Linked DNA regions of Pan troglodytes: regions 1 and 3 are each linked to region 2. The links are chromatin contacts, called in public Hi-C and HiChIP or PLAC-seq maps. All regions are on one chromosome and are shown on one strand. The core of a region is the stretch at or near the end of the contact, and the rest is flanking DNA. Distances in the headings are between cores, read along the strand shown.

What was found. A called contact is a pair of places that touch in the nucleus more often than the background predicts. HiChIP or PLAC-seq counts read pairs in DNA pulled down with a chosen protein or histone mark.
Region 1: an H3K4me3 HiChIP or PLAC-seq map of stem cell-derived excitatory neurons shows a contact between it and region 2, with 7 times the contacts expected there. The contact joins the promoter of E2F6 here to the promoter of C2AH2orf50 in region 2. A contact is called at or near these places in 2 of 7 Hi-C or Micro-C datasets (induced pluripotent stem cells and stem cell-derived neural progenitor cells) and 1 of 1 datasets of contacts at active chromatin or transcription factors (stem cell-derived excitatory neurons).
Region 3: a contact with region 2 is called in a Hi-C map of induced pluripotent stem cells, with 8 times the contacts expected there. The contact joins the enhancer-like site here to the promoter of C2AH2orf50 in region 2. A contact is called at or near these places in 5 of 7 Hi-C or Micro-C datasets (blood, induced pluripotent stem cells, a lymphoblastoid cell line and 1 more) and 1 of 1 other capture datasets (stem cell-derived neural stem cells).

What each region holds. Positions count from the first base shown.
Region 1 is chr12:111,408,110-111,412,675 of NHGRI_mPanTro3-v2.0_pri, reverse strand. E2F6 (E2F transcription factor 6) reads right to left here and starts at 2,076. Exons shown (of 7, transcript NM_001242344.2): 1 at 1,687-2,076. The coding sequence starts at 1,794.
Region 2 is chr12:111,741,119-111,745,772 of NHGRI_mPanTro3-v2.0_pri, reverse strand. C2AH2orf50 (chromosome 2A C2orf50 homolog) reads left to right here and starts at 1,978. Exons shown (of 4, transcript XM_016947175.4): 1 at 1,978-3,337. The coding sequence starts at 3,081. It also overlaps the pseudogene LOC129143205.
Region 3 is chr12:112,028,393-112,033,241 of NHGRI_mPanTro3-v2.0_pri, reverse strand. No RefSeq gene overlaps it. Among named protein-coding and RNA genes, the nearest start is that of PDIA6, 23 kb to the left of the region's middle. Within about 2 kb of position 2,116, at least 4 of the 24 cell types and tissues checked have an H3K27ac peak or open chromatin away from gene starts, as enhancers often do. A contact at or near this core is called in induced pluripotent stem cells, where this site is marked.

The DNA of each region.
Region 1 (4,566 bases), core at 827-3,326, 330 kb after region 2:
GCTGCTGGAATTGACGAGCTTGTCGGTGACCTTGGTTAGAACGGTCTTACAAGTGTGCTTAGGATAGGGGTCCCCAGCAGTGGGTTGGCTGGTAATAAGAGGCCATCAAGTGGAAACAGTGAGTGTAAATAACTTTTTCAAGAAGTTTAGCTGTGAAAGCACTTTGGGAGGCTGAGGCGGGTGGATCATGAGGTCAGGAGATTGAGACCATCCTGGCTTACACGGTGAAACCCCATCTCTACTAAAAATACAAAAAAAAATTAGCCGTGCGTGGTGGCGGGTGCCTGTAGTCCCAGCCACTCAGGAGGCTGAGGCAGGAGAATGGCGTGAACTCGGGAGGCGGAGCTTGCAGTGAACCGAGATCAGGCCACTGCACTCCAGCCTGGGTGACAGAGCAAGACTCCGTCACCAAAAAAAAAAAAAAAAAAAAAAAAAGTTTAGCTGTGAAGAGGAAGAGAGACAGTAGATGGGAGGGGATATGGAATCAAGGGAGAGATCTTTTAAGATGGGGATGGATTTAGAATGCGGTTTTAGTAGTCAAGAATTTATCATCTGGAGTTAGACATTTGGAGCTTCAACCCAAGTTTCTACACTTATTATCCAGCCACAGGCAAGCCGGCGTTACATGCATCTCCAAGTCTGTTTTGGCAACCGTGAAACAAGAATATTAATCTTTTAGTATTATAAAACACTGCTGTGAGAAATGAGAAATTAAATGAGGCAATAATCACAAACTATTTGGTAGGGGGACCAGGCATAATGACTTGGGAAAATGTTTAATTACTACTAGTTATAGAAAGAAAGCAGCAGAGAAACTGAAAATATGGGGAGAGGTCGGGCTCGGTGGATCACCTGAGGTCGTCAGGAGTTCGAGACCAGCCTGGCCAACACGGCGAAATCCCGTCTCTACTAAAAATACAAAATTAGCTGGGTGTGGTGGCGCATGCCTGTGATCCCAGCTACATGGGAGGCTGAAGCAGGAGAATCTCTTGAACCTGGGAGGTGGGGGTTGCAGTGAGCTGAGATTGCGCCACTGCACTCCAGCCTGGGGAACAAAAGTAAAACTCAATCTCAAAAAAAAAAAAAAGAAAAGAAAAAGAAAAAGAAAAGAAAAAAAAAAGAAAGAAAAGAAAAAGAAAATGCATTTGTTGAAGGCCCTGATAACCGCGGGGAATACAGCATCTGGTCCTGAACAAGAGAAGAAATCAGCCTTTGCAGGAAAGGCAGCCAAATTTCCTAACCATTTTCTCTGTCAAACAGGTGGGGAGATAATTTGATGAATGGGAGCTGTGGCGTGGGAAATATAAAGCGTGGACAAGGTTTTAAACGGCTGCAGTAGAGCAGAAGGTTGGGAGAGGAGGCAGAAGAACAAATGATAGGTTGCAGAGATACAGCTAGAGTCCATAGAAGGAGATAAACATGGACTCTCTAATGCAAAGTTGAGCAATTTTCTCCAACAGTGCTCTGAAGTTCCGATGTAAAAGCCCAGAAGACTGATACCACGTCTGTGAGCAGATGCTGAAAGCAGAAGGCGGGAGAGCGCAGTTCGCAGCACGTGATGGGCAGCGCCTGGCCCAGGGGGAGCAGACGACCCAGACGACGGCCAGCGGGGTTGGCGGCGGCGCGGGGAGGAGGGGGCCGGATTTGGGAGACCACCGCCCGTCCCCGTCCCGTCCCGGAGCTTACCAGCAGGCCCTCCACGTTGATGGGGTCTCGGCACCGACGGCGAACCGTCTCCTCCGTCGGGTCCAGGAGGAGACTGGGTAACTTCCTCGCCGGCCGCTGCTGACTCATGCTGCCCGGCCGGGCGTCCTGCTCCCCTCGCACCCCACGAGCTCTCCCGCCCTCTCGCGCTCAGCTCGAGCACCGCCCCCCACGCGCCGATTTCCAAGGGCCCAGCACCTAAGGGGTCCGCGGCTTCCTCCGAGGCGCCGCCCGGCTAGGCCGTCCCGCCCGCCAGTAAACGCGGCACGGCCTCACGTGCCCGGGAGCTCCCGACGCAGACGGAAAAGGAGGAGGGAGACCCGCGGATCTCAAGTCGCCCGGCCCGCCATCTTCCCGCATGCGCAGTGCGCCGCCCCCCTCTGCGCATGCCCGCCGCTGCCGGAGCGCTCCCACGCACCGATCCTCTCCCGGCGGCTGCCGCCCGGGAAACCCGGACCGCGGAATCCACGGAGAGGCTGGCAAAGGAAAAGGAAGAGGTGGAGCCGAATTCCAGAGGAAGGGAACAGGGGTGAGAGAAAAGAGGCAACCGGGAAAACGCAGCGCTCGCCTGGAATTCTCGACGGTGATAACTGAAAGTTCTGAGGTGATAACTGAAAGTTCTGAGCCGCAGAGATGTTCATTTATTCCTTTTTTTAATTTTAATTTTTTTTTTGGTCGCCCAGGCTGGAGTGCAGTGGCGTGGTCAGGGCTCACTGCAGCCTTGAATTCCCAGGCTCAAGCGATCCTCCACCTCAGCCTCCCAAGTAGCTGGGACTACATGCGCGCGCCACTGCGCCTGGCTAATTTTTAATTTTAATTTTAGTAGAGACAGGGTCTCAGTATATTGCCCCGGCTGGTCTTGAACTCTGGGGCTCAAGCCATCCTCCCACCTTGGCCTCTCAAGTGCTGGGATTATAGGCGTGAGCTACCACACCCAGCCTTCATTTATTCGTGAGCTCTGTTAGCGCATCTTACAGGCAGGTCAGTGTTGATGCTTAGTAAATGTGAGCAACCACACCATTGTGGAATCGTTTTACCTCTGCCTGCCCGCCTGCCCGCCCGCCCGCCTTCCTTTCTTCCTTCCTTCCTTCCTTCCTTCCTTCTTCCTTCCTTCCTTCCTTCCTCCTTCCTGTTTGACGAATGAGTTATCGTTGACCTATAGTGTCAGATATTGGGGTGGGCACAGGCGATACTTATTCATTTGAATATGCCACGGGTTCAACCTCCAATTTCAGTGGGGACAGATAAGTAAACAGAGCATGTTAATTAAGCTGGAGCCAGAAGGTGTGTTTTCAAGTCCTGGCTCCCTCTACGTATAAACTAGAAGACCTTATTAAGCCAGTTACTTAATCTGTCTGTGCCTCAGTTTCCTTATTTGGAAAATGCAAATAATGACAATACTTACCTGATAAGGTTGTTGTGAGGATTAAATGGATTAATGGATACAGGTTGCTGTGATTAGAACAGAGGCCAGCACATGTTTGAAATAAAAAGGCAACACACCGTGGTATGTACAGAGTTGGAGGGAAACAACTGGTTAGACTGGGGGTTTCTACACAGCCTGAGGTGGGCGAGGTGAGGCAGGGAAAAATCCCCGAAGAAGCTGGTTCCCCACTAGACTGTGAGGTCAGAGGCCTTCTCTAATCTTTTTTTTTTTTTTCTGTCACCCAGGCTGGAGGGCAGTGTCACGGTCATAATTCACTGTAGCGTCAAACTCCTGGCCTCAAGTGATCTCCCAGCTAAGACTCCCAAGTAGCTGAGAGTACAGGTGCATGCCACCATGCCTGGCTAATTTTTTTTTATGTTTTATTTTATTTTATTTTTTGAACTCCTTACCTTAAGCAATCCTCCTGCCTCAGCCTCCCAAGGTGCTGGAGTTACAGGCGTGAGACACCCATGCCTGGCTTCTAATCTTTGTATCTCTATCATCTAGCACAGTGTCTGGCAAATAAAACATGCTCTATTAATGTTTGCTAAATAAACGATGAGAAAAAAAGAGAACGTAGCGGAGGTCTCGAGAAGACTGCATATTGTTGCAGAATGGAGAATTTCCCAGAGCCGTTAGAAATGGCCATTTGAAGGCATTTATTCAGCATCTGCTATGTGTTTGGCATTCCACATACATTTGCTTATGTAAATCTCATATCAAAACTGAAAGATAGGTATTTTTCTGCCCAATTTGCAGATCAGCAAAATTAAGATCAGCAGGATTACAAAAATTTACTCAAGGTCCTAGTAGGCAGTGGTAGAGGCAGGCTTTGACTCCACAACTGATTAATTAATTTGGCATTCAGATCTTTAGGAAGATTCTTCAAGGACGACTAGATTCTCTGCAACCAGAGTTGGGGTTGGGCAAGTAAAGGTGGGGTGTGGATCAGGACGGAGTAGCAAGTGGTCCAGGCTAAAGAAAGAGCATGAGCACAGAGCTGGGGAGAGTCGGGGAAATGGCACAATCCTCACACTTATTGTGCCTGTGACCTGGCTTTTCCCCAAGACATAATCTTCTGCACATTTTTTTTTTGAAGCATCTCTCATGGGCCAAGCAGTAGGGTAGGTGTTGAGGGAAGAACTGAATCTGATGGGGCCTTACCTTGTGTTCCAGGGGCTACTAGCCTGGGGGAGATACATAAGCAGAAAGCATAAGTACTAAATTAGAGTATGTCTAACACACAATAGCAGCACAGCAGAGGAAGAAAAAATAATAACTGAATTAGTTGTAAACTACAGGTGCTTTTCCACATCTGCCTGTGAGGCAGCTATTTCAAGAATACTTTATAGAAGGCCGGGCATGGTGGCTCACACCTATAATCTCAGCACTTTGGGAGGCTGAGGCAGGAGGCTCACTTGATTGAGGTCAGGAGT
Region 2 (4,654 bases), core at 729-3,228:
TGTGCTCCCCTGGAAAGTCTCAGATAAAGTTAGACCACAAAATGTGGGGTGTGCCCTGAGCCCTCGCTCAAGGGCACAGAGCAAGTCACTGGCAGAGCAGGGACTGGAACCCGGTGTCCTGATCCCCAGGTGAGGCCAGCCTCAGAGCTGGCGGGAGGGGCAGGGCGGGGTTGGTCCTCCCAGGCTGGGGCGCAGTGAGGCTCACCCAGAGTGAATTTGGATGTTTTTCCAGGCAGAAGGACATGTAAAAAGAGACTGGCAGTGACTGACCTGGACTGGCAGGTGAGTTTTTTTTTCCCCCTCAACATTTTATTTTGAAATTTTTCGGACATACAGAAAAGTTGAAAGAATGGTAGGGCAGACACCCAACATATGTCCACCCATACGCCCACCACCTAGATTCTGCAGTTACGTTGTATTGTATTTGCTTTGTCACACATCAGTCCAGCCCTCTATCAACTCTCGGTCTGAAATGGTTTTTAAATTAAATTTTAATTTTTAAAAACCAACCTCCAGCCGGGCGCGGTGGCTCACACCTGTGATCCCAGCGCTTTAGGAAGCCAAGGCAGGTGGATCAACTGAGGTCAGGAGTTCGAGATCAGCCTGGCCAACATGGTGAGACCCTGTCTCTACTAAAAATACAAAAGAAATTAGCTGGGTGTGGCGGTGCACACCTGTATTTCCAGCTACTCGGGAAGCTGAGGCAGGAGAATCGCTTGAACCTGGGAGGCAGAGGTTGCAGTGAGCCAAGATCATACCACTGCACTCCAGCCCCAGCAACAGAGTGAGACTCCGTCTCAAAAAAAAAAAAATCCGTTGAACTATTCAGCCTCTACATACATCAGGAACTCAATCAGTTGTGATGGTTTGTCACAGATGCCCTTGCTGGCCTTTTTTGCCCTGGTCCCTGTGTCTGGAGCCTGTGGCCAGGGCTGGAGGTATCTGAGCAAACTGCATGGCTGTTCCCAGCTGCTCAGCGCCACAGCCTGCGGTCAGCCTGACAAAGCCTCCCAGGACACACAGCAAGGACCCTCCAGGACACACCGTCCTCTCTAAAGACACTCACGGGATGCCTTCTGGGGGTTCAGGGAAGCCAGAACCACTGTTCCTTGGGCATGGCAGGAACCTGTCGTCCCAGTGCAGGGAGCACAGACACCTCCACGAAAACAGCACTCAGAAAAGCCTGACCCAGGGTCCTAGCTCACAGCGGCCCACCCCGCCGCACTCCTGCTGTGCTCATCTTTACCAGGAAAATTTAAGTCACTAGATGCCACCCTGTGTCATCCCAGCTCCGAGGGGAGGAACAGAGGAGAGACAGAGTCCCAGGCCTGCAGCTCTGATTTTAGACTAATGTTTTTCCAAAAGGCCCCATCCCTCAGCTCCGTCCTCATGCAAGTGTGGGAAGACGAAGCTGGCAGCTCTTTCTGACCTGGCTCTCAGCCCTGTCTTCTCCATGCCAGCCCTCCGCCCGAGCCCAGTAGGGGCTTCGTTGCCACTGCTCACCCACACCACGCCATGGCAATGGCGACCTCACCTGTTTTTTGCCCCTGTCCTGATGGTTCTGTTCCCTGCAGCTCCCTTGGGGCTCACAGCCCATCGGTATCTCCCCACTGGGTGCAGGATACCGTGGAAAATACTCCGGGGCCTGCCCCCATGTGCCCTGCCACCCCCGTCCTTGTCTCCTCCCCCACATCTCCCAAAATACCAGGCTCTCTCTTGCATCCAAGCTTTTGTGGTCACCCCAGTTTTTCTACCTGGCAAGTCCTTTCACCTGTGAAGTCCCAACTCCTTGCTGCCTCCCTCATAGAAGTAGAATCCAGCAGGGGCACACAGGACTGGCCACAGTGCGAACTCAGTGGTTCACTGGCTGCCCTGCTGCCTTGCACCCCAGGCACTCTGCGCAGGCCTCTATTCATCAGGGCTTTGTATGCACTTAGCTCTTCCCGTACAAAGATAGGAAGCAGCGGGCCAGCTGAATGGACCCACAGAGAAGCTGCGTGGAAGGAACTGTGAATCTGCCAGCACCTACCGGAACAGCACGAAACCCAGAGAACCGGAAGCAGAGAGTGCAGGAGGCAGAAGTGATGAGAGCAGCGGGCGTCCATGGAGCTCAGCTGAGCCAGACCAGGAGAGGCTGCCACGGAGGGAGCCTGGTTGCACCCAGTTAGAGCAGAAACAGGGCTGAGGGCTCGGACCATAAGCCCTCAGATTCTCACTGTTCCTTTCAGCTGGTGACTGACTGTGTGACCGTGGGCGGTCACCTAATCTTGCCGGTAAGGGCCTCAGTTTCCTCATCTGTAGAATGGCGTTGGAAAGGCATGGCTGGGAGGTCTCAGATAAAGCAGAGTGCTGTGTGAACGCTCTGGGTTTGCAGACAGAGTGGATGTTCCTAGTGCATTGCACTCATTTTCCCTCGCCCAACATAAGCTCATGACCTCCGCCATCGTTCCCAAACAAGCAGGAAGCTTCACACTGATGCCTGATCCACAATTCCCAAAGCGCCTTCAGGGCCACCATCTCTTGCGAGCCTCGCAGCATCCACGAGGGGGCAGCACAGGACTAACATCGCCCCACGGCCTGACGGGCTGCCGGAAGCAAGTGCAATAATGGTGGGGGTGGCCCCCAGGAGCCCCAGCTTTGCTCCCTCCCACTCCCCCACCCTGTGCGGAGGACTCCGGCCTTGGGGTAGGGGGCTGCTGAACTGGGCGTGGCATCTAGTCAGGAACTCTCTGCCCCCCAGCCCTAGGGCTCAGATCACACACACACACACACACACACACACACACACACACACACACACGGGGCCCGCCCCTTTCCTAGGAGCTGTCCGTTTCCAGGACAACAGTCAACACAGGCGGGAGTTCAAAACGAAACTGGGCTCAAATGCTCTCCCCAGCCCGGAGAGCCCTGTCCCCATCCGCCACTCTGAGCTCGAGGCCTAAAGGGACAGTGAGGAGGACCCTGCCCAGGCTCTCCCGGGGTTAGGAGGGACAGAGTGTTCCAGGAGGAGGTTTGAGCTGAGCTCAGGCACAGGTCTCTCTCTCTTGCTCTCTGACACAAGCACACACACACTTGCACCCATGGGGAGCCACCCCACCCCTGGGCTCCAGAGAACCACATCAGCTGGGTACCGATTGCCCCCCACCAGGCCGCCAGCCTCGGTCTCCCCAGCTGCCCGGGGTGGCCCTATGGCCAGCAGGGGTCTTGCTGGTGGCTGCCAGGCCCCCCAGGCTCTGAAGGCGCAGCGGGTGGCTCAGGGAGCTGCCTGCGATGGCGTGCAGCAGGACCAGCTGTGGCGGGAGCTCCTGGAGGCCGAGCGGCGGGGCCAGCAGCGCTGGTGAGTCCCTGCCCTCCCTTTTCCACCCTGACTCCGCAGCCTGACTACAAGTTGGGGAAGGTTTTGGAGAAAGGGAGATGGGAGAGCAAATGATCCGGCTGAGGGACAGAGGGCATGGCATGCCCGGGGGAAGGTGGGTCACCAGCCCAGCCCAGAGCCAGACCCGAGCCTGAGCCTAAGAAGCGAGGAAGATGGAAGCCAGGACCAGATGCCGCTGGGTCAGAGCAGCCCCACCTCGTTCATTCCGACTGCAACGCGGCCGGTAATCCCTTGAGCTGGAGCCTGCTGGCCTAGTCTGGGTGAGAGGAGCTGGCCGTCTGACCTGACTCGGGGAAAGGATGCTCCTTCATGCATTCATTCAACCAAAAATACCCATGAGCCGCTCTGAAACGAGACCAGACTGCAACAAGGGACTAGACAGACCTGGCCATGGCTCCACCGAGCCTTCATACTCAGGACAGGGCAGCCAAAAAGCAAGCAGAGAAGCAAAAAAGTACAAATCTGTATGAAGTGTGACCAGCGGTAAGAAGGAAACAGTTCAGGGTCGGGGGCAGAGCCGGCCGAAGGCCTCTCTGAGGAGGAGACATTTAAGCTGAGACATGAAATAGGAGAAGGAGCCAAGAGTTTGATGTATCTAAAAAACAAAACAAAGAATTGGTGTAGCTGAGGCACAGGGAGTGAGGAAGGCCACAGGATGAGGGGGAGCAGCGGGGGCCACCCCAGCCCTTATGAAAGTCTGGATGCATTTTTTCCAAAGGAGACACCATCCAGGATTTTAAGCGGGAACATGGCATGATCTCAATTACATTTTTAAGTGAGCAGCCTGATAGATTCTAGGATGCATTCATCTTGCACCACTGAAACTTCATACCCGTTGATTAGCAACGCCCCATTCCCCCTCCTCCCAGCCTCTGGCACCCACCATTCTAGTCTTTGCTTCCAGGAGTCTATTTTCAGTGCCTCATAGAAGTGGAATTGTGCAATATTTGACTTTCCATTTCTGTCTTGTTAGCTTAGCATCCTGTCCTCCAGGTTCATCCATCTTGTCGCATATCGCAGAATTTCCTCCCATTTTAAGGGTGAATGTATATATGTGTGCAGTTTCTTTATTCGTTTGTCAATGGACTTTTAGGTTGCTTCCACATTTGACTATTATGTGTAGTGCTACAATGGACATGGGAGTGATTTCAGTTCTTTTGGAGAAATTCTCAAAAATGGATATCTTAGTCCATTTTGCATTGCTGTCAAGGAACACCTGAGGCTGGGTAATTTATAAAGAGGTTTATTTGGCTCACAGTTCTGCAGGCTGTACGAGCA
Region 3 (4,849 bases), core at 867-3,366, 290 kb before region 2:
CTCCCGCAGTTGTTAATCACCCTTTCCCGTTTGGAATTTCCCGATCAGCAGGCCTGGGAGGCAGCTTTCTCAGGCCCCCATTTTGCTGCTGTGTCTCTGAGCTTGATGTGTCCCCACCCCCACTGGGGGTTTTCAGTCCATCACCACAGTGGGGTAATAAGCCTCACAGCCAAGGGGAGTGGCCCCCAGAACCTCAAAAACCCACAGCGGGCTCATTCCCTGACTTCTGCCAGGTAGAGGCGGCTGGGCCCTCTTCTCAGAACATGTTTGAGCCCCTTCTCAGAAGTTTCCAGAATGCCAGTATGGTTGGCACCAGCCTTGTAAGCCCCTATGAATAGAGATACATCCCTCTTATATCCAGGCACTCCCGGAGGCAGGGCCTGGATTCCAGGGCATGTGCTTGCTGTATAGTGGGCTCTGCAGGGAGATGTATGAAGTTAAGTGGATGTGGACATCCAGGCTGGAAAGGTTAAATGACATCCCCAGGGCTGGAAGCCATCAAGTGTCTGGAAGTGGAGCTTGGAGCTTGAGGTGCCAAGACCCTGAAGTGGCAGCCAGTGTCTGGTTATTGGAAGCCCCAGACGTTGGTTTAGAGAAATCTTTGCCTCCTCCCAGGTCCCACCAGTGCTCTCTGTGTTTCTCTTATCTTTGGATGTTGCCACATGGAAGCAGAATTCTAAAATAATTTCCTCTCCCTTCCCCCATCCCCAGACTTCTGAAGAAGATTTAGACTGGGCATTAGGTGTTTTCTAAATACTGTTGCAAAGTCCCAACAGCTTCTACAGTGAGAGCAACGCAGATCTGGGGAAAGATCCCAGTGCATTTGTATCTTTCTTTGGGGCCTCAGCAGCAGCTGCATGATTTCAAAAGGAGGCAGTGCCTCACTCTCCTTTCAGGCTGCGCTTCTGAGCAGAGACAAAAAAGGGAACCTCTCAGGCTGGATCAAAGGTGAGCCTCTTTCTATGTGGGCCACGGATGCTGCCTGCAGCAGTGTGCTTTGGAGAGAAAGACCCTCTCTGTGGAGAGGGAACATTCTGGACACGTGTGCCCTTCTCCTGTGAGGCTTCCCTCCCTCCCTGGGGCTGGCCACCCTCCCTCCCTCCTTCCACGGAGGCCTGGCCTCTCTGTGGCACTGCCCCTCACCCCTCTGGGCTGCAGTGACTCCCAGAGGTGGGATCTCATTGGTCCCTGAGCGCCTGGCAGGACTGACAGGGTGCTTAGTAAACCCTTGTGGCCTGGATGCAGGCCGAGGCTCCTGTGGCCTGGGAGGGTCCAGGTCCTTCTTTGTTATGAACACTAAGAGGCAGGTCTCCTCCCTTCCCTGCCTCAGACACACAGGGGACACTTGATGTGTTTGTGGAGTGAACTAATTTCTCCCCCCCGACCCCCCTTCCTTCCTTCCTTCCTTCCATTCTTTCTTTTGACAGAGTCTGCTCTGTTGCCCAGGATGGAGTGCAGTGGTGTGATCTTAGCTCACCGCAACCTCCACCTCCCAAGTTCAAGAGATTCTCTTGCCTCAGCCTCCTTAGTAGCTGGGATTACAGGCACGCACCACCATGTCTGGCTAATTTTTTGTATTTTTAGTAGAGACAGGGTTTCACCATGTTGGCCAGGCTGGTCTCGAACTCCTGATCTCAAGCAATCCACCTGCCTCGGCCTCCCAAAGTGCTGGGATTACAGGCATGAGCCACTGTGTCTGGCCTAGAGTGAACTAATTTCATAGCGTGGGTTGATGAGCATGAACACGTGGGGAGGGCCTACAGCAAGGAGCAGCACCAGCGCCTGTGTGTGTACTGTGGCCGCTGCTCGGCCCCGGGCGTTGCACTTTACCTGAACCGTCCTTTCAGGCCTCCCAAGCCATCTGCAGGAAGTGCTGTTTCCATCCCAGGCCTGAGATGGTGGAAAGGCTGGGGACTCCAGGGACACAGGGCTGGCAGGCGGGTGAGGTGGGCGGGTACCCCCGGCAGTCGGGCTCCGGAGCCCGCCTTCTGGACCAGGCCGCTGGCAGTGAGCCAGCCGGGTTCCGTTTCCATCGCGGGCCTTATCCGGGGCGTATTCCTTCCAGGTGCGGCCTCCGGGGAAGCCCAGTTCCCAGCCTGGAGGTGACGAGGCCTGCGCACCCACCAGGGGTCGCTGCAGGCAAGAGCTGGAGGCCTGAAGGCAGGTGGGGCTCAGGGAGCCGGCCCGGCACACTCGGATACACAGCTTCAGGTGTGCCAGACCGGGACGATGTTTTAATAAAAGTAAAGCAGACATCTCCGACCCACGAGGAAACCCAGCCTGGGTTTGGATCCACCTCTGAGCTCCACCTTCACTCAGCTGCCAAATGGAGACAGTGACTGTGGCCCTGTCTCCCTCATGGGACCGCCAGGGGATCCTATGAAATCACAATGCTTAGAGAGGGGGCCGGGCGCGGTGGCTCACGTCTGTAACCCAGCACTTTAGGAGACCGAGGCGGGCGGATCATTTGAGGTCAGGAGTTCGAGACCTGCCTGGGCAACATAGTGAAATCCCGTCTCTACTAAAAATACAATAATAAGCTGGGCGTGGTGGCGGGCGCCTGTAATCCCAGCTACTCGGGAGGCTGAGTCAAGAGAATCACTTGAACCCGGGAAGCAGAGTTTGTAGTGAGCCAAGATCGAGCCACACTGCACTCCATCCTGGACAACAGGGCAAGACTCTGTCTCAAAAAAAAAAAAATGCTTTCAGACCATGGAGTACCTTGGTACCTGAGATGATCCTATTGGCCCCACTAGGTGCCCGTGGGGGTGCCACCACCAGTGATGAAGGGGAAGGGGGATCAACCCCTACTTTTCCGAGGGTCTTTCCCACGTAAGAAATACAAGCTGAATCTTCCTGAAATTCAGCCACAGATCCCACACTCCCTTAAGGCACACTAAGGTCCTACGATGGCCTGCTGCAGACACTGGCAACGTCAGGCCTGGAGCATCCTTGTCTAGGATGGGTCTGGGGCTTTGGGCTCTGTGGTGTTATTTTATTATTTATTTATTTATGTATCTATTTTTAGAGACGGAGTCTCACAAAGTTGCCCAGGCTGATCTCGAATTCCTGAACTAAAGCAGTCAGCCCGCTGTGGCCTCTCAAAGTGCTGAGATTAAAGGCATGAGCCACTATGCCCGGCCTTCTGTGGTTTTAAATGAAACTTTTGCAGGCTTTTTTTTTTTTAATTAAGAGATCATTCTCATGCCATAGAATTCACTCTTTTAAATTGTCCAATTTGGTTGTTGTTAGTGTATTCACAAGTTGGTGTAACCCCCTCCAGCAATTCCAGAACACTTCATCAGTCACCTCAAAAAGAAACCTGTGCCAATCTTCCCCTTCCCTTAGCCCCTGGAAACCACTGATCTACTTAACCTTTTCTTTATATTGTGTCTTTTCATTGCCACTTGTGTTCTATGGGGATTAAAAAAAAAATAGATGGCTTACTTCATGTGAGCAGGAAGGGACCTGTGTCTCAGGGTAGCAGACAGGGTTATGGGGACTCCTTGGGGTTAGAACGTGGGGTCCCATGCCTCAACCCTCTCTGATGAGCTGTGTGAGCACAGAGGAATGAGAACATCTTTCTGGCTTTTTGTCTTCTCATTCTGTTTCATTCTCATTCATGATGGTTAATAGTGATGATACTTGTCCCACTTACAGCAAGGAAATCCCACCTCTCCTAAACAACAGAACCCCAAATCTGCCTGGGCTTGATGCTGGGAGGAGAAGCTTCCATGGGCAGCAGGATCAAGGAGCTGGCTCTGTCCCTGCCTCTGTTCTCACTGTCACCCCTCTCTGTTTCCCATGAGTGCGGCCCCCAGCAAGCTGGGCCTGTGTGCTGCTCCCATGGTGGCCACGGCCCCCTTACCCAGGACACCACCAGCCCAGCAGGGAGGGGCTGACATCCTCACAAAGACTTACTAAATATTCAAGGAGGCGATGGGGAAAAGAGAGCACGAAACACAGCATTTAGTTCCCTGAAGTATTAGAAGCAGTTTGCAAAGATGCACTCAATATGACAAGATTAAAAAACATACGTGAGGAAATCAGAGAGGAATAAAAATGAGGGGGAGAAAAAAATAAGATGAAGCCAGGGAGAGGTTGGTATGGAAACTCCAGATGGTGATTTAAGGAGCACTTATGCAGCACACTTACCACGATCCGAGCGCCATGCAAGTATCATCAACTCATTTGATCCTCGGGACACTTTGGAGGCAGGGGCTGTGATTATCCTCATTTTGCAGTCAGAAAAACCCAGGCACAGAATTGCGGCTTGTTCAGGGGCTCCAAGCTTCTAGGTGGCAGAGCTGGGTCTCAAGCCTGGGCAGCCTGGTGTGCAAGTTCATGCCACCCCTGCTGCTTTTTCATGATATCACATGAACGCACTGGGGGTGGGCAGGGGAGCCCGGGCATGAGCAGAATAAGCAGGGAATATCTTTGTCATCTTGGATCTTGTTCCAGAAATCATAGGTATTTTGCATTTTTCCCCATGATGTTTCTATATTTGTGCAAGTGTGTTGAAAATTAGATGTGTGTGTGTGTGCGCGCGCACTCTGTCTGAGCTTCAGCTGAGGCCCTAAGGGGTTCTGAAGAAAGCACAAGGTGTCAGGTAGCTCATCTCTGCCTGGGCGGTTGAGAGCTGTTCTGCCAGCATGGGCCCTCACCCAGTCCAGGGAGAATAAGGCAGGGTGAGAGTTTGGGGAGCTTGAGGAGGCTGGTGCAGGGACTGCTCCGGAGAGGCTGCCTGTGCACTAGTCTCTCCCAAGTCTGGGGGAGGCATTTGAGGGAACTGTCTGGATAGTTGTGTGTGTCTTTGGAATTGGAGGGACCCAGGGATTGGTGTCTGAGC